Linked DNA regions of Mus musculus: regions 2, 3, 4 and 5 are each linked to region 1. Evidence: chromatin contacts called from public HiChIP or PLAC-seq, capture Hi-C and promoter capture Hi-C data. All regions are on one chromosome and are shown on one strand. Each heading gives the region's core, a stretch centred on a gene start, on an enhancer-like site or on the middle of the called end of the contact. The rest is flanking DNA. Distances are from core to core; before and after follow the strand shown. Region 1 overlaps Rabgap1l (RAB GTPase activating protein 1-like). Region 2 overlaps Rabgap1l (RAB GTPase activating protein 1-like). Region 3 overlaps Rabgap1l (RAB GTPase activating protein 1-like). Region 4 holds the start of Klhl20 (kelch-like 20). Region 5 holds the start of Tex50 (testis expressed 50).

Evidence for each region. Promoter capture Hi-C pulls out the DNA fragments that hold promoters and counts their contacts. HiChIP or PLAC-seq counts read pairs in DNA pulled down with a chosen protein or histone mark. Capture Hi-C pulls out chosen DNA fragments and counts their contacts.
Region 2: a capture Hi-C map of embryonic stem cells shows a contact between it and region 1, with 5 times the contacts expected there. The contact joins two enhancer-like sites. A contact is called at or near these places in 3 of 15 datasets of contacts at CTCF or cohesin (the NIH/3T3 cell line and large pre-B cells), 72 of 484 Hi-C or Micro-C datasets (the 4T1 cell line, the AML12 cell line, B cells and 42 more), 12 of 115 datasets of contacts at active chromatin or transcription factors (the 230-238 cell line, the NIH/3T3 cell line, bone marrow-derived dendritic cells and 3 more) and 4 of 9 other capture datasets (adipose tissue, embryonic stem cells, liver and 1 more).
Region 3: a contact with region 1 is called in an RNA polymerase II HiChIP or PLAC-seq map of embryonic stem cells, with 9 read pairs. The contact joins two enhancer-like sites. A contact is called at or near these places in 2 of 484 Hi-C or Micro-C datasets (the AML12 cell line and embryonic stem cells), 6 of 115 datasets of contacts at active chromatin or transcription factors (the 230-238 cell line and embryonic stem cells) and 2 of 9 other capture datasets (embryonic stem cells and pancreatic islet).
Region 4: an H3K4me3 HiChIP or PLAC-seq map of embryonic stem cells shows a contact between it and region 1, with 3 times the contacts expected there. The contact joins the promoter of Klhl20 here to the enhancer-like site in region 1. A contact is called at or near these places in 10 of 39 promoter capture datasets (the 3T3-L1 cell line, the C10 cell line, the SN4741 cell line and 6 more), 3 of 115 datasets of contacts at active chromatin or transcription factors (the 230-238 cell line, embryonic stem cells and large pre-B cells) and 2 of 9 other capture datasets (adipose tissue and pancreatic islet).
Region 5: a promoter capture Hi-C map of embryonic stem cells shows a contact between it and region 1, with 4 times the contacts expected there. The contact joins the promoter of Tex50 here to the enhancer-like site in region 1. A contact is called at or near these places in 14 of 39 promoter capture datasets (the 3T3-L1 cell line, the C10 cell line, the HPC-7 cell line and 7 more), 3 of 484 Hi-C or Micro-C datasets (CD4 T cells, granulosa cells and neural progenitor cells), 2 of 115 datasets of contacts at active chromatin or transcription factors (both in embryonic stem cells) and 4 of 9 other capture datasets (adipose tissue, embryonic stem cells, liver and 1 more).

What each region holds. Positions count from the first base shown.
Region 1 is chr1:160,733,538-160,736,237 of GRCm38.p6, reverse strand. It overlaps Rabgap1l (RAB GTPase activating protein 1-like), which reads left to right. Exons shown (of 21, transcript NM_013862.5): 4 at 480-690; 5 at 2,535-2,700. Among named protein-coding and RNA genes, the nearest start is that of Gm37083, 57 kb to the left of the region's middle. Within about 2 kb of position 1,442, at least 7 of the 459 cell types and tissues checked have an H3K27ac peak or open chromatin away from gene starts, as enhancers often do. A contact at or near this core is called in embryonic stem cells, where this site is marked.
Region 2 is chr1:160,399,403-160,402,102 of GRCm38.p6, reverse strand. The region is part of intron 17 of Rabgap1l (RAB GTPase activating protein 1-like); the gene reads left to right. Among named protein-coding and RNA genes, the nearest start is that of Mir1927, 100 kb to the right of the region's middle. Within about 2 kb of position 1,277, at least 2 of the 459 cell types and tissues checked have an H3K27ac peak or open chromatin away from gene starts, as enhancers often do. A contact at or near this core is called in embryonic stem cells, where this site is marked.
Region 3 is chr1:160,307,825-160,310,524 of GRCm38.p6, reverse strand. All of the region lies in intron 19 of Rabgap1l (RAB GTPase activating protein 1-like), which reads left to right. Among named protein-coding and RNA genes, the nearest start is that of Mir1927, 13 kb to the right of the region's middle. Within about 2 kb of position 1,349, at least 130 of the 459 cell types and tissues checked have an H3K27ac peak or open chromatin away from gene starts, as enhancers often do. A contact at or near this core is called in embryonic stem cells, where this site is marked.
Region 4 is chr1:161,130,053-161,132,752 of GRCm38.p6, reverse strand. Klhl20 (kelch-like 20) reads left to right here and starts at 1,274. Exons shown (of 12, transcript NM_001039482.1): 1 at 1,274-1,390; 2 at 2,301-2,364. The coding sequence starts at 2,357.
Region 5 is chr1:161,158,025-161,160,724 of GRCm38.p6, reverse strand. It overlaps Tex50 (testis expressed 50), which reads left to right and starts at 1,411. Exons shown (of 2, transcript NM_001195189.1): 1 at 1,411-1,862. The coding sequence starts at 1,539. It overlaps Ankrd45 (ankyrin repeat domain 45), which reads right to left. Exons shown (of 8, transcript NM_001368766.1): 5 at 1-58.

The DNA of each region.
Region 1 (2,700 bases), core at 193-2,692:
AACATAAATGTCAGTAAGGTTCCCTGTGCATAATGCTTGCTCCTCACCAATGCAAGCTTTTACTCCTGGACCTTGCTTATTGCTTCATATTTCTTACTAAGCTGACTGAAATGCATAACAACATATATGTATGTAATAATAATATTAAAATAATTTAAATCTTGATATTTACCTATATTATATTAAATATAGTTAATGACTTAAATAATATATTTTTAGATATTCTATAACAGTAATGAGCTTTTAAAACATGTTGCAAATTGAATTATGTATGTATTCCTCCAAAGTGTTCATTATACAGAGTGGTAAAATTGGGTGAAACAATCATAAAAATTAATTGAAAGAAAAACAAATTCATTAGAACACTTAGTAGTTCACACAAGCTAGTGAGCCAGCAATAAGGGAAATGAGTAAACGACTCTTGTGTTTATGGAGTGTGTACTACTGACTTGATTGTTTTCTTTCTTTTTTTCCCCCAGAAATTTCCACACCCAGACCATCTTCTCCAAGCAGATTTCCTGAAGAAGACAGTGTTCTCTTTAACAAGCTGACATACTTAGGATGTATGAAGGTTTCTTCCCCACGCAGTGAAGTGGAGGCTTTACGGGCCATGGCCACCATGAGAGCTTCCAGTCAGTACCCCTTTGCTGTTACTCTGTATGTGCCCAATGTTCCAGAAGGATCTGTGAGGTAAGTCTTAACTTTCTTTTTCTTAACGTCTGACTCACTATTCTGAGTTACTCATGCATTCTGTATGGGGTTTCATAAATCAGATGTAGGTTAACTATGAGTTCACTTATACTCTCTAGACTTATAGTACCAATTAAAAATTACATTTAGGCTTAGAACTTGTTCTTGTTTGGAGAAGGTATTTTCAAAACTATTAGGATAGTAAGTTAAGTACAAAGTACTGACTAATTGCGGTGTAAATTTACAAAGTTTTGATAAAGATGTCCTTAGTGTCTTAGGAACACACTGTGTTAAAATATGAGTTGTGTGGAATGTGTGTGAGGACATGTAGATGTTTGGAGGCAGAGGACATCCACTGGTGGCATTCTTTAGGTGCTGTCTACCTTTTAAAAATTTAAATTAAAAAAATTTTTGAGTCACAGTCCCTTACTGGCCTGGAATTTGCCAGGTTTGCTAGGCTGGCTTGCTGGCCTACTTGTGAGGGTTTCAGGAGCCACCTGTTGACCTCCCGAACACTGGTATTGCAAGCACAGGCTACCACACCCAGATTCTTTTCTTTTCTGTGGATTCTAGAGGTCTTACTGTGCCCTCTAACTTGTAAAGCAAGCACTTTCCTTTGTCTCCCAAACCTTCAAAATGAGAGGCAGAGACAGGCAGATCCCTGGGTGCTGTTTGCCTCAGTCCCAGCCACGAGTCCCAGTGAGACACTTTGTCTCAAACAACAAGGTGAGCAAGAACTCTTATTGTACAAAACAGGACCCAAGTTTGAGTCACTACCACTAGAAAAAAAATTCCAGTGTGTCTACATGCCTGTGACCCCAGTGGTGAGGGACAGAATCAGACAGGATTGATGGGGCTTGCTGGCTGCCACTCACTCCAGGTAGGAAAATCGAAACAACAAAGAAAACAAGATGGAATGCTCTTAAGGATTGGTAACTGAGATTGACCTCTCCATGTACATGTACATGAACGTGCATTTACACTTGCACACACAAACATCTGCAAGTACAGACCCCACATAACAAATACTTGCTGACACACATGGGGAAAGAAAGGAATGAGAAAGAAATGGACTTTCTAGGACTGATCAGTGCTGCTCATTTTCTCTCTCTCTTTTTTTTCCAATCACATGTCTTTATTTCCAGAGATCTGAAAAATGCTTTTTTTTTTTTTTTTTTTTAATTCTTTTCTGGGTGTGGGGTGTGGTAATAGCTCTCATCTCAGGCAGAGACAGTTTGTATCTCCGAGTTTAAGGACAGCCTGCTCTACAAAATGAGTTTTAGGGCAGCAATTACTACCTAATAGATCTTATCTCAAAAAACAAACTAACTAGTCAAACAAAAACAAGAAAAAAATTCTTTGACAATTTGATGTGTATGTGTGTGTGTATATATATATATATATATATATATATATATATATATATATATACATACATATATATATGTGTGTGTGTGTGTGTATTTATAGATACACATTTTCATCTGTCCTTCTCATGCTTGTCTAGCCCATTCTCTCTTCCACTGAAACAATTTTTTCTTAACAATCTTACTCTTACCTTGCTGTCAACTATATATATATATATAGTTGACTTTGAATAGCATATGAGTTGGCTCCTAGGAAACACAAGAATGAAGAAATTGTTAAAGTAAAATGATTTTGTGTATATAGTATATGTATATATATATATGTATATGTTAGATTTTTCATAGCATGAAAATAATTTGTTTACTTGTATTAATAACTGTTTTGTGATTTGAAGGTAGTTACATTATGTTATCATATATTGGCATGATTTGTTCTTTGATAGTTGATATTTTATGTCTTTTTTTAAATTACTGCAGAATCATAGACCAGTCAAGCAATGTGGAGATAGCATCTTTTCCAATTTATAAAGTGCTTTTCTGTGCACGTGGGCATGATGGGACAGCCGAGAGCAATTGCTTTGCATTTACAGAGAGTTCTCATGGCTCAGAAGAATTTCAGATACATGTTTTCTCCTGTGAAATT
Region 2 (2,700 bases), core at 28-2,527, 330 kb after region 1:
TAGTACAATTCCTCATGGTGTGGTGACTCCCAACCATAACATTATTTTAATTGCTATTTTATAACTGGAATTATGCCACTGTTAATTTCTATTTTTTATTTTATGTGTATGAGTGTTTTACCTTCATGTATGCCTACATGTGTGCCTGGTGCCTTTGGCGGCCAAAAAGTGTGTCAGATTCCCTGAAACTGGAGTGATAGATGTTTGTGAGCCACTATGTGCATTCTGGGAATTAAACCTCAGTCCTCTGGAAGAGCAGCCAGTGCTTTTAACTCCACAGCCATCTCTCCAGCCCTACATATATTCATTTTTAAATTCATAAATTTAATGTTACCTTGATATTGTAAATACTTTGAGATCATTGCATAATAAAAATAATATACTGTTTGTTTGCTGTGGGAAGCATCAACTTTGTTCCGTTCGTGAATTTTTATGATGTGAATGTGCATGAAAGGAATATTCATTAGGGAACTGAAGAGGTTACATTTTGGTAATATTTATGATCAGAATTTACATGTTCCAGAGATTATTTAACATTAGTCATTTTTCAGTTTCTGAAATAATATCCATCCTCCTGTGTACAAATGGATGAATTTTGGGTTTATCTTTAGATATTAGGTTAGCTGTAAATATTTGGTGCATATCAGAAATGCCTTACAAGCCCAGGCCCTGCCTAGATCAGCTGAAGTAGAATCTAGAGCATTACTAAGACTTTTTTGGGTCATTCTGACAAATAGGTGACTTGCTACTTCTGGTTAATGCTCAATTCTCATCTTGAATTTATGGCATCATTGCCTGGGAAGTTCTTAAAAATGCAAGTAACTATATGGCTCCTGAGAAATATTTTGTTGTTATTGTGGTTGTTCTCTGGTCAAGCATCGGCCTCTGTGTGGTATAAAATTTCCCCAAGTGATTTTAATAAATAGCTATGGCTGAACACCACTGACTTAACGCATAGAGAGCTGAGCCAGAGCCAGAAAACTGGACAGTACAGTCCTAAATTCTACGAACTTAGTAAACCACCTGGCATATTTGAAATTTTCTTTTTTCTTTTTTTTTTCTTTTCTTTTTTCAAAATAGAGCAATTAATGATAGCCTAACAGACAAAAAGTTAGTTTAATATCTTAATTTTTCTAAATCCTAAATTTTGTGATCAATGTGTTTGGGAATACAGCCTTGCATGTATTCAGACAACAACATTCAGGTTTTCTGCCTCACTTGTTATGTTAAAGAGAGGGCAGGGCCTCATGTGTCTGTGCTTGAAGGGAGCCTGCAAGCTTCCAGGAGACTCTTCTGTCTCCACCTCCCACCTCACGTTCTGAAAGAGTACCATGAATGAATACGATGGCACTACCTCCCCACCTTTACATTGGTTTCTAGAATAAAGTCAGCTCCTTGGGCATACACAGCAAGTGCCAAGCCATCTCACGAGGCCCACTGGTAAAAGTGAATGAAGCAATATTTTTATAGTTCCTTACAATAAAGATTTTAGGTTCCCATAGCACAAGTAATTTAGGTCCCTTAACTGAGCTCAAATTATATCACGTGTCTTAGAGGGTTTGTTTTGTTTTGTTTTGTTTTGTTTTGTTTTGTGTTTTGTTTTGTTTTCTTTTGTTTTGTTTGTAGACCAGGCTGCTAGTGGCTGTAGGTGGCAGGAAATCAACAGAGGGTAGAAGTAAAAGTTGAATTGTTCTAAGATGGCAATTAGGAAAGGGAAGGAGGGGAGGGGAGGGGAAGGGAGGGGAGGGGAGGGGAGGGGAGGAGAAGAAAGGAAAAGGAAGAATGAGGGTTGAGAATGTAAGTTGGTAGTAGAGTTGTTGCTTAGCATATGCAAAGTCCTAGGTGAGAGAGAGAGAGAGAGAGAGAGAGAGAGAGAGAGAGAGACAGAGAGAGAGACAGAGAGAGAGACAGAGAGACAAACAGAGAGAGACAGACAGAGAGACAGAGAGGGACAGGTCATCTACTTAGAATCACCTTTCTCAGACTGAACATCTCTATTCCAGGTAGCATCCTGACAACTGGTGTGTGTGTACCCTTAAAGACACAGACAGGTTCCGTCCTCCATAGTTTATAGGGATCTACTTACTGATAGGTAAATGAGTGGCCCACCAATGAAGTCCACTGTGCAGCAGGGAATGGTGCTAATCCCAATTTATCCTGCATCTCTCTTTCTTCTTTAAAAAAAAGTTGTTTTAAATGTTTTATATGCAATATATTGAACACTTTGTTCACTATTCATTTGGGGCGAAATAATAAAAGAATTATAGTAAATGTGAATATGTTATGAAACTAGGGGAAAGGGAGAATAAAATAACCTGCTGTTTGTATATTTTACATCTTATTAGTCATCATTAATAACACAGGGAAGATGTGGCATGAGGGTTTTTAAATAACTCTTCTGAGGGTCTATGAAATCTGTTACAGGAAACAAGTACTTGACTTTCAGTGCTCCAATACTGACCTCTAGTGGTTGCCCATGAAAAATCCCCAGAACCAAATCACCTCTTTTTGCTTATTATCTATCAAATTCCAATTAATCTATCCTAAAAGATTGGGCCTTTAAAGTGTTTAAAGAGAGGAAGAGTAATGCAGTGAATGTTTGGCTAATGTGATGCAGTATTCTTGCTGAAGGACTTATGTTTAAAAGCAACCTCTTTAGTTTTTTTTTTTTTTTTTTTTTTTTTTTTCTCTTCATTTTCT
Region 3 (2,700 bases), core at 100-2,599, 430 kb after region 1:
TTTGAATCCCTTTTTCTTGGTATAAAGACTTGTTATTGAAAATCTCCAGTTGTCTATCAAAGTAGACTGAATTTATCGAAACACTTAGCAACTCTGGGGAGTTCTTAATACCTACATTTCATGTTACCCCTTGCACTTTACTCTGATAGAGACTTAAAAGGCTTTCTCTCTTTGAAATCCCCCATTTAGCCCATTTAGTGGATGGAAACTAGACACATTGCTTTTGCTTTTCCTGCATGCTGGGGAAACCACTGATCCAGTCTCCCTCTCAATTTACGTGACAAGAGGAAACGGGAACCTAAGTTTAAGGGAGTCGCTCTGCAGGTAGACAGCTGGCTGGATCCTGTTTGAACTGGGGACCTGTGTTTACCAGGACTGCTTTGCTTTCTGCTGCCCGTTGATCCACTAAGTGGTGGTGTCCTCAGCGTTTGCATCTTTGGTCCTAGGTAATTCTCTGCCCCACTGCCATTTCTCCCAGTCAGTGGCATACTGTGAGGTTCAAAACTGCAGAAACTCTTGGGAGATGATCCAGTGGGTTTCAGGCACCCAGTGGACAGTGGGGGAGTCACAAGAAGGGTGTCTGTCTGGTGAAACTGAAAGACTAGTGATAAACGGGACAGTGAACAAAAGCTGCTGAAGTTGGGGAGAATGTTAGCAGACTGCTTCAGAGTCAGTAGAAAATGTCTTGGAAAAGAAAAATCGGTACAGCAACAAGTTTTTCCTAAGATCATCAGTTTTCAAAGAGCATGCTTTTTTGTTTATGTAAAGAAAAAAAACTTCATTTCCTAGCAAGATCCAGAATGTATATTTTAAGGCGTATTTAAGAATGGCAAAAATACAAAGAAAGGGCTTAGAAATCCTAGTCAGTGTTACTCAAGAAAATCTAAGCACTGTGGTGGACAGACAGGTATTTTGGATTTAGAAATGAAGCGTCAGTAGTATCTGGTCTCTGTGACCATTAGAGGATTCTTGAAGGAAGGAAGGAAGGTCGGAGCTTATAGAACTGTTTGTCCACCCTTTGTGTAAAGTTAAAACTATCTTTACAATCTTCAGTTGTCTTATAAATCGATTTTTGCACAGATTCTCTGATCCCTTAAGCCTTATGAGTTGAATGTGCAGCACCTTTAACGTGCCTGGGTCTGTTGTTCCCCCAGGTCCTATTTTTCCCCCTTGGGCTTTAAGTGTTCTTAACCAAGAAGATTACCTATTGTTTCTCTAAATGTGCTCTCGCTGGGCACAGAGGGGACTGCTCAAGTGAGGTTATAATTCCTGTTTGCCCCTGGGCGGTTGCCAGCACAAAGAAAGGCATGACGGGAAGTAGTTTGGTTACCTTTCACAACAGGTGTCTTTGTTGGTGCTATTCAGCTATCAGAGTGGCAGCACTGAGTCACTGCAGAAAGGGAAGAGGGGAAGCAGTTGCTCTGGCTTTCACATCTGGAGAGCCACGCTGCGAGGTAAACCTCCAAGTCTGCTGCCCTGATGAAAATATGACGAGGTCCACGCTATCTTTAAAAATACTACTGAAAAGATAGAAAGGAATTCAAAAGGTATGGACTGCCCGGATAATTCATGATGCCTTGAGTCCTGATTATCTTTTAATTTTTACTTGGCTATTCATCTTTAAGATAAATGTGCGGAGGAATTCTTAATGAAAGTAATTCTCTAAACACAAAGCTGCATTGTGGGGGAAAATGAAGTGAAAATGCTTTACTGGCTCCCGGAAGGGTCAAACATAGCTTGAAGTTGTTTTAATCATGAGAATTTATTTAAGATATTGCATTTTCTGTTTAAGTAAGCCTATTAGACTTGGCCGTTTCCTAGCAGAGGTGTTTGCCCTTCTGTGAGCAGGCACTTTACCACAGAACGCTTACAGGACTGCAGAGCTCCCAGTCACGGTTAAATGGCGCAAGGTGATACTAGTTAAGTAGACATGCTATGGGATAGGAAGAATTTTAGGAAAACCTAGGAAAATAGACCCTAGATTGCATTCTGAGTTTGTTTACCCATTCTCTCACAAGCCAGCGAATATAGATAATATAATCCTGGTATTGGTGATAAAACCTAAAGGCAACACATAGCGGTATTTCTTTTTACTTTAACAGATGTCACCAAATTAATGTTTAATACTAACAGAAAATACTTCTCAGTACTATTGTACTGGTAATACTCAGGGCAGGCACAGGAAGAGCAGGTAACATGTTTTTGGAGGAACGTTCCTGTCTTCCATTTTCTTTGCCTACACTGTCATGCATGGAATAAGCATGGGTGATTTATCTTAGTGGTTGAGAGAACTTTCCTTCTGAAAACATAAAGCCTGCTTACCATCTCCAGCTGCCCTCCAAAAACCACCTGTGGGAACTAAGGGATGGATAGTTTGTGACTATCTGCTGGTTTGAGTAATTAAAAGAAACTTTTAACTTTAAATATAAAAGGACTAAGAATATTTATCAGCAGGGAGAAAAACAGTTTATAAATGAAACCCTTGTGTTTCTCCAGAATCACATCAGATATTTGTATTTTTAGTGGGACAAAGGAAAATTATTATCAACTGGTATTGATGCCCCAAATGAATTGTTTCATTTTTATATTTTGGTACTTTTTTTTTTTTAACAGAATTACTCAGAAGGGAGAGAAATTCTTTTTTTCCCCCTTCCGTCTTCAGGAGATAAATTTTAACTGCACCAAGAATTCTATAAATTC
Region 4 (2,700 bases), core at 25-2,524, 400 kb before region 1:
TAATAATTGGAAATGCCAGTTTTTTCATATGTTTATTTTTATGTATACTTTGTTAATTGGCATAAATATGAAGAGCTGATTCACACTGAACTCCTCCCCTTTAAAAAGAAACAGAGTAGTTGAAGCACAAGCCAGCTTACAGTGGGTAGTAGGTTAAGAAGGAATCAATGGGTTAAGAATAGGAAATATTACTTTCACCCTGGCTTAAAAGCCCATTTTAGTTACTAGCATTCCTTAATGTTTTTATAACTCCCTTGCTATAGAACTGTATAGCTATAAAGAATTAAAATCATGACTCATATTTTGGAAGAATCTGAGTCACTTTGAAGATGACTTTTAGACAATCTACACAAAAGAAACCTGAGAGGTGCACATATAAGATGCCATTTCAATGGATCAGAAAAATGTACATCTAAACTATTTTATACCCATCAGATTGGCAAAAAATTAAAGTTGAAAGTACCAATAATATGGACCAACGAGAATCCTTGAACCTTTCTGGAGGAAGATATAATATAATTGTGGCCAGAATCTAGAACCATTGTACACGGCATCAAGTTGTGGCTCTAACCCTTACAGGCTATGCTCCGTAGATACCCTTACCCTTTTGTAAGTTACATAACGCTTTGGTACCGACTGGAATGGCACTATCTGAAACATAATGCTACCACCATTTGGAAAAATGGTAATAAATCCTTCAATAAGAGAGATACTAGAACTGATAAACTAATACACAATGTTATATGCTAAGTATTTGATAATAAATGGGGTATCCATAGCTGTTACTAGTACATATATTATTTACTTATATATCACTGGTACATATGAAGAAAAAACTTGGCCAAATGACAAAGTGTATCATAGAACTAGAATTAGAAGTTGAATTTAAAGACCAATCATTCCCACTACAAGTTTATTAATATGAGGTATATTTCCTATCAAAAACAACTGCACAGAGTCTATAGATGTCAAATAAAGTTCAGCTAAAGAAATTTTGGTTAATAATAGCCTTGTATAGTTTTCAATACATCAGCAACAGACTTTTAGTTATATACTCAAAAATGAAACCCTCACCTCATACATATTTTATTTGGTTGCTCTCTAAGTATATTGTAAAAGTCAGATCGACTAATGGTACCAGTCCTGGGAAACGCTCAGCGAAAGGCACAGCTACTTCCGGAGCCATGACGGAACTACTTGCCCGAACACGTGCAGTTCCGTGGGAAGGATTTAGCCATCGGACCGCTTCCTGTTTCTGGATCTGGGCGGGTGCAGGGAAAGGAAATCGCTGCAGGAGCCGCATCCTGCCTGCGCTAGCGGCTCCAGAGGTGGAGGCAGAGAGGGCGGAGAAGGCAGAGAGGGTGCCGCAGAGAGAAAAGTGTCAAAGCCAGTAAGTCAGAGCTCTAGAGCACGGGATGGAGAACAGAGCCCTAGGTCTCGCTTTGCAGATCTATGAGCTCAACTTGCCGAACTGCCCGGCGGGGTCAGGGCAGTGCTTTCTAGGCTGCCTGTCAGTCGTGCCTCTAAGGGACGGTAGGGTTCCTCGGTCGGGCCTTTCAGGGCTCCAGGCTGCGCTGCTGCTGGCTGCCCGAGGTGTCTTGAAGCCAGGGCAAGGCTGTGCAATGCTTGCTGGGGACGCAGGACTCCGCATCCTGGACAGCTTCACTTGGAATTCTAAGGGAGCGAGCACTCTGCCTCCCATTTTCTCTCTGGAAGCCAGCAAGATCCTGGCGGTGAACAATATTTCGGCGACTAAGACGAGAGCTTGGGAGAGTTGTAGTCTAGAACTACTTTCCCTGCCCTTGTTCAAGCTGCCCGGGCTGGGCTGGTCGGAAGTGGAGTTGTTTTTAAAGGCAACCGCCTCCGGCCTGCTTGTCACTTCAGAATAAGTTAACAACCTTCGGATTCAGTGCTAAAACAATGCTTTTCCTATCCGAGTCACTAAATTAGTACTGCTGCTGGTATCAAGTGATTACTCTGCAAATATACTTGATGGTGAAGTTAAAAAATCAAAAAACTCCCCAGGTGCTTCTTGAGCAGAAAACACCAACTAGCGATCATGACTATTTTGATCCTGACTGCTTTCCCAGTCACCCTCACATTCACATATAATCTGTCACCTTAGCATCTTTAGTTAGTGATAGTCCTCTTAAAGGCATTACATTATGATTGCGCATCTACGCAAAGATTACATTAGGATGTAAGATTCCTGATTACAGACGAAATGAGTGAAGTGATTATACAAGTTGCTGGAGAACTCGAACAGTTTTTAGTAAGCTACTACTTCTCTCTTGTTGAAGGTACGGCTTTAGAACACGGTGAAGGATACTTTTCATGGTGCAGGGAAGGAAAGCCAATGCGCAGGTAAGCCTTTTTAAGAATATGAAACATTGATTTCAGTGATTGAAATTAAGCTTCTACTAACAGTGCATCGTTTACGATTATTTATTCACAAACCTTAACAAATCCTGCTTGGAATTAATCGTTCTTGTTTCAAGTAAATCGAAACTAGTAATGTCAGAAAATAGCAACTTCGTTTATTTGGTTGTGTTGTTTTGTGTTGTCTAGGGATTTTTGGGTTTCTTTGCTCGTTTGTTTGCTTTGAAACAAGAACTATTATGCAGTCCTAGCTGTCTTGGAACGTGCTATGTAGACCAAACTGCCCTCAAAATCCGAGATCCACCTGCCAGTATCTCCCAA
Region 5 (2,700 bases), core at 162-2,661, 420 kb before region 1:
GGGTCAGTAATGATGAGGGAGGACTTTGTAATAATTTTTTTCAGAATCAGCCTTGCATCTGAAAGGACAGGACAGAAAAACACAAAATAAGACAAAAAGGGCAAGCCCATTGGCTTGTGGAGCTCATCACGCAGCCAGAACTTGACAAGGTTTGTGTAGAAGGTTCCCTGTCCATGTCTGAGGATCTCAGATAATCAGCACTCGGGTGTGGTTCCACTTCCTCCCCCCAGGGTATCCAGGCACCACTCCACACTGGCCTGGAGCGGCTGGGGCCTGCAGCATCCCAAATGAGAGTGGGGGGTGGGGTGGGGTGGGAAGAAGGCCTTCTCCAAGGATCATTTGCATGGAGAGGCATTACAGGAGTCCCAGGCACTTGCTGGGCAGATTCTTAATGGGGAAAGAGGAAGGTGACCTTGTAGGTTTGCCAAGGACGACATGGCCTTCCTCAGGTAGAGGATGGTGGGGTCAGACTCCCCAGACAAGGTCAGGCAGAGAAGGGGAAAAGCTCTGCTGGAACAGGGAGTCCTCCGTTTTGTGCTGAGCTCAGAGAGGCTGTCTGGACATGGTAGACTGCAACCTTAAAATAGCCGGGTTTCCCAACACTCGGGACACATCACTTCAGCACGCTTAGTGTACTCCTAGGATTGTGATAGGATTTTTGAAGACGCAGAGAAATATAAAGCAAACCAGCGGATCCCATCAACCACATCTGTCAAAAGGTTCACTCTGGAGAAGAGAGTAACCACAGAGAAAGAGCTCCAGGAGGCAGAGTGTCACGTGCTTTTCTTTTCTTGAGCTTTCAGACACACATGCTTACACATACAGCCCAGAAGATCTGCTTAAAAGTGCACTTTGCAGAGAAATAAAAACCTGAAATAAATGGAAGGGCTTACCGGATTCTTAGAACAACTGAATGCTGGAAATTGTGGATTGGTCCCAAATTACATTAGACATGATAAAGCACTTTCCTTTAATGTATCCCTTTCCTTTCCCATTTCACTACAGACAGCAAGAAAAAGATCAACTAGACCTTCAACACTTTGCTTGGAGATGTCATGTAAGTATCCAAGTTTTCTGCCAGAGTCTGCTTTTTGGATGGCAGGGTCCAAAACAGCCAATCTTTCCGTTGGCCCATTCCAAGACACCACTACCTTTGGGGGTTTGCTTTGTTTAGGTTTTTTTTTTTTTCCATTGCGGTTTCATTATTATGACTGCATACCTACTGTTAAACACACTCTGGCCAAATAGCAAATAGTTCATTTTCAAGAAACCTGGGTGATTAGCTGGGTACACCTGTTCATCCCAGTGCATTTTTTTAATGATGTCACTGAAATCACCTGAGTCACTATGACTGACGATGTAACAATGGCCATCTTTGTGTATTTTGCTGGCTATGAGGGGCTGACTGGCAGGACTATCTGAAAGGCTTTGACAGGAGTGCCTCTTTAGTGATTGAGGCATCTTTTGCTCTGTCTGACCAATTTTTTAGCACAAGATTTTCTTCTCAGTTAAGACAAAAAAAAAAAAAAAAAAAAAAGATGTCTACCCAAAGACTGTCTGTGCTTTCTCCCCTTCTGCTCTTCTGCTTCTTCAGAGAGACTTTCTCCATTTGTGACGGGACAACGTGGACAAAGGTCGGATGGGAGATTTTTCCAGAGGAAGTGCACTACCTGAAAGTTAAGGCCCCCCCATCCAGCTGCCTACCTTATCCTCTGGACACACTCTGCTGCAATTTTGCTAACATGGACCTCTTACAGAGCGCCTTACACCTCACTTACATCTTAGTACAAGCTCTCTGCTTAATCCTGTTTGCTTTATCTGTGCATTACCTATGGATGAAATGGACAAGACACCAAAAAAAGGTGAATTTGTGATGCAAATAGGATTTATAGAATCTCAAAGAGTGGATAGCCCAAGGTTATCCAGATCCTTAAAGCTGTCCATCTCCCCTGCTCCCCACCCACCTCACCACCATTACCTAGCAGGACAGGACGTGGGCATGGCTAAGAATGCCACAGAGGAATGTTTAGTCACACGGTCCTTAAAATCATCTCAACTCCTACTTCAAGTTACAAAGCACAATAAAACATTAAGATGCAGTAGGCAGGCTTATAGGAGTGAGGTAAATTAAGTGCTCTTCTCAGCTTTCCCATAAAATGATCTGAAACAAGGGGTTTCCTAGAGAACCTGTGAGTCTACCAAAGAGAGCTCACTACAAAAGGTAGCGTGAGCTTTCCAAGCAGGCTGTAAACTGATTTTAGATGTTAGGACTTGGTGGGAAACAGGGCACTTAATTCCAAATTTTGCCAATAGACAGTGCTATAATTTGAGACAATTAAGAACTGCTAGCCGGGCAGTGGTGGCGCACACCTTTAATCCCAGCACTTGGTAGGCAGAGACAGGTGGATTTCTGAGTTCGAGGCCAGCCTGGTCTACAAAGTGAGTTCCAGGACAGCCAGGGCTACACAGAGAAACCCTGTCTCAAGAAACCAAAAAAAAAAAAAAAAAAAAAAACCAACAACAAAAAAGAACTCCACTAAACACGTGAGCAAACACATCTCCTTGACCATCAGATATATAGATGTTTTCTTGTTTGTTTTTTTTAATATGTACTTATTATACAGTGATGTTGCTTAGTAAGAGAATTTTTTTTTTCATTTATTTATTTATTTACTTATTCATTCATGCATTTGGTTCTGG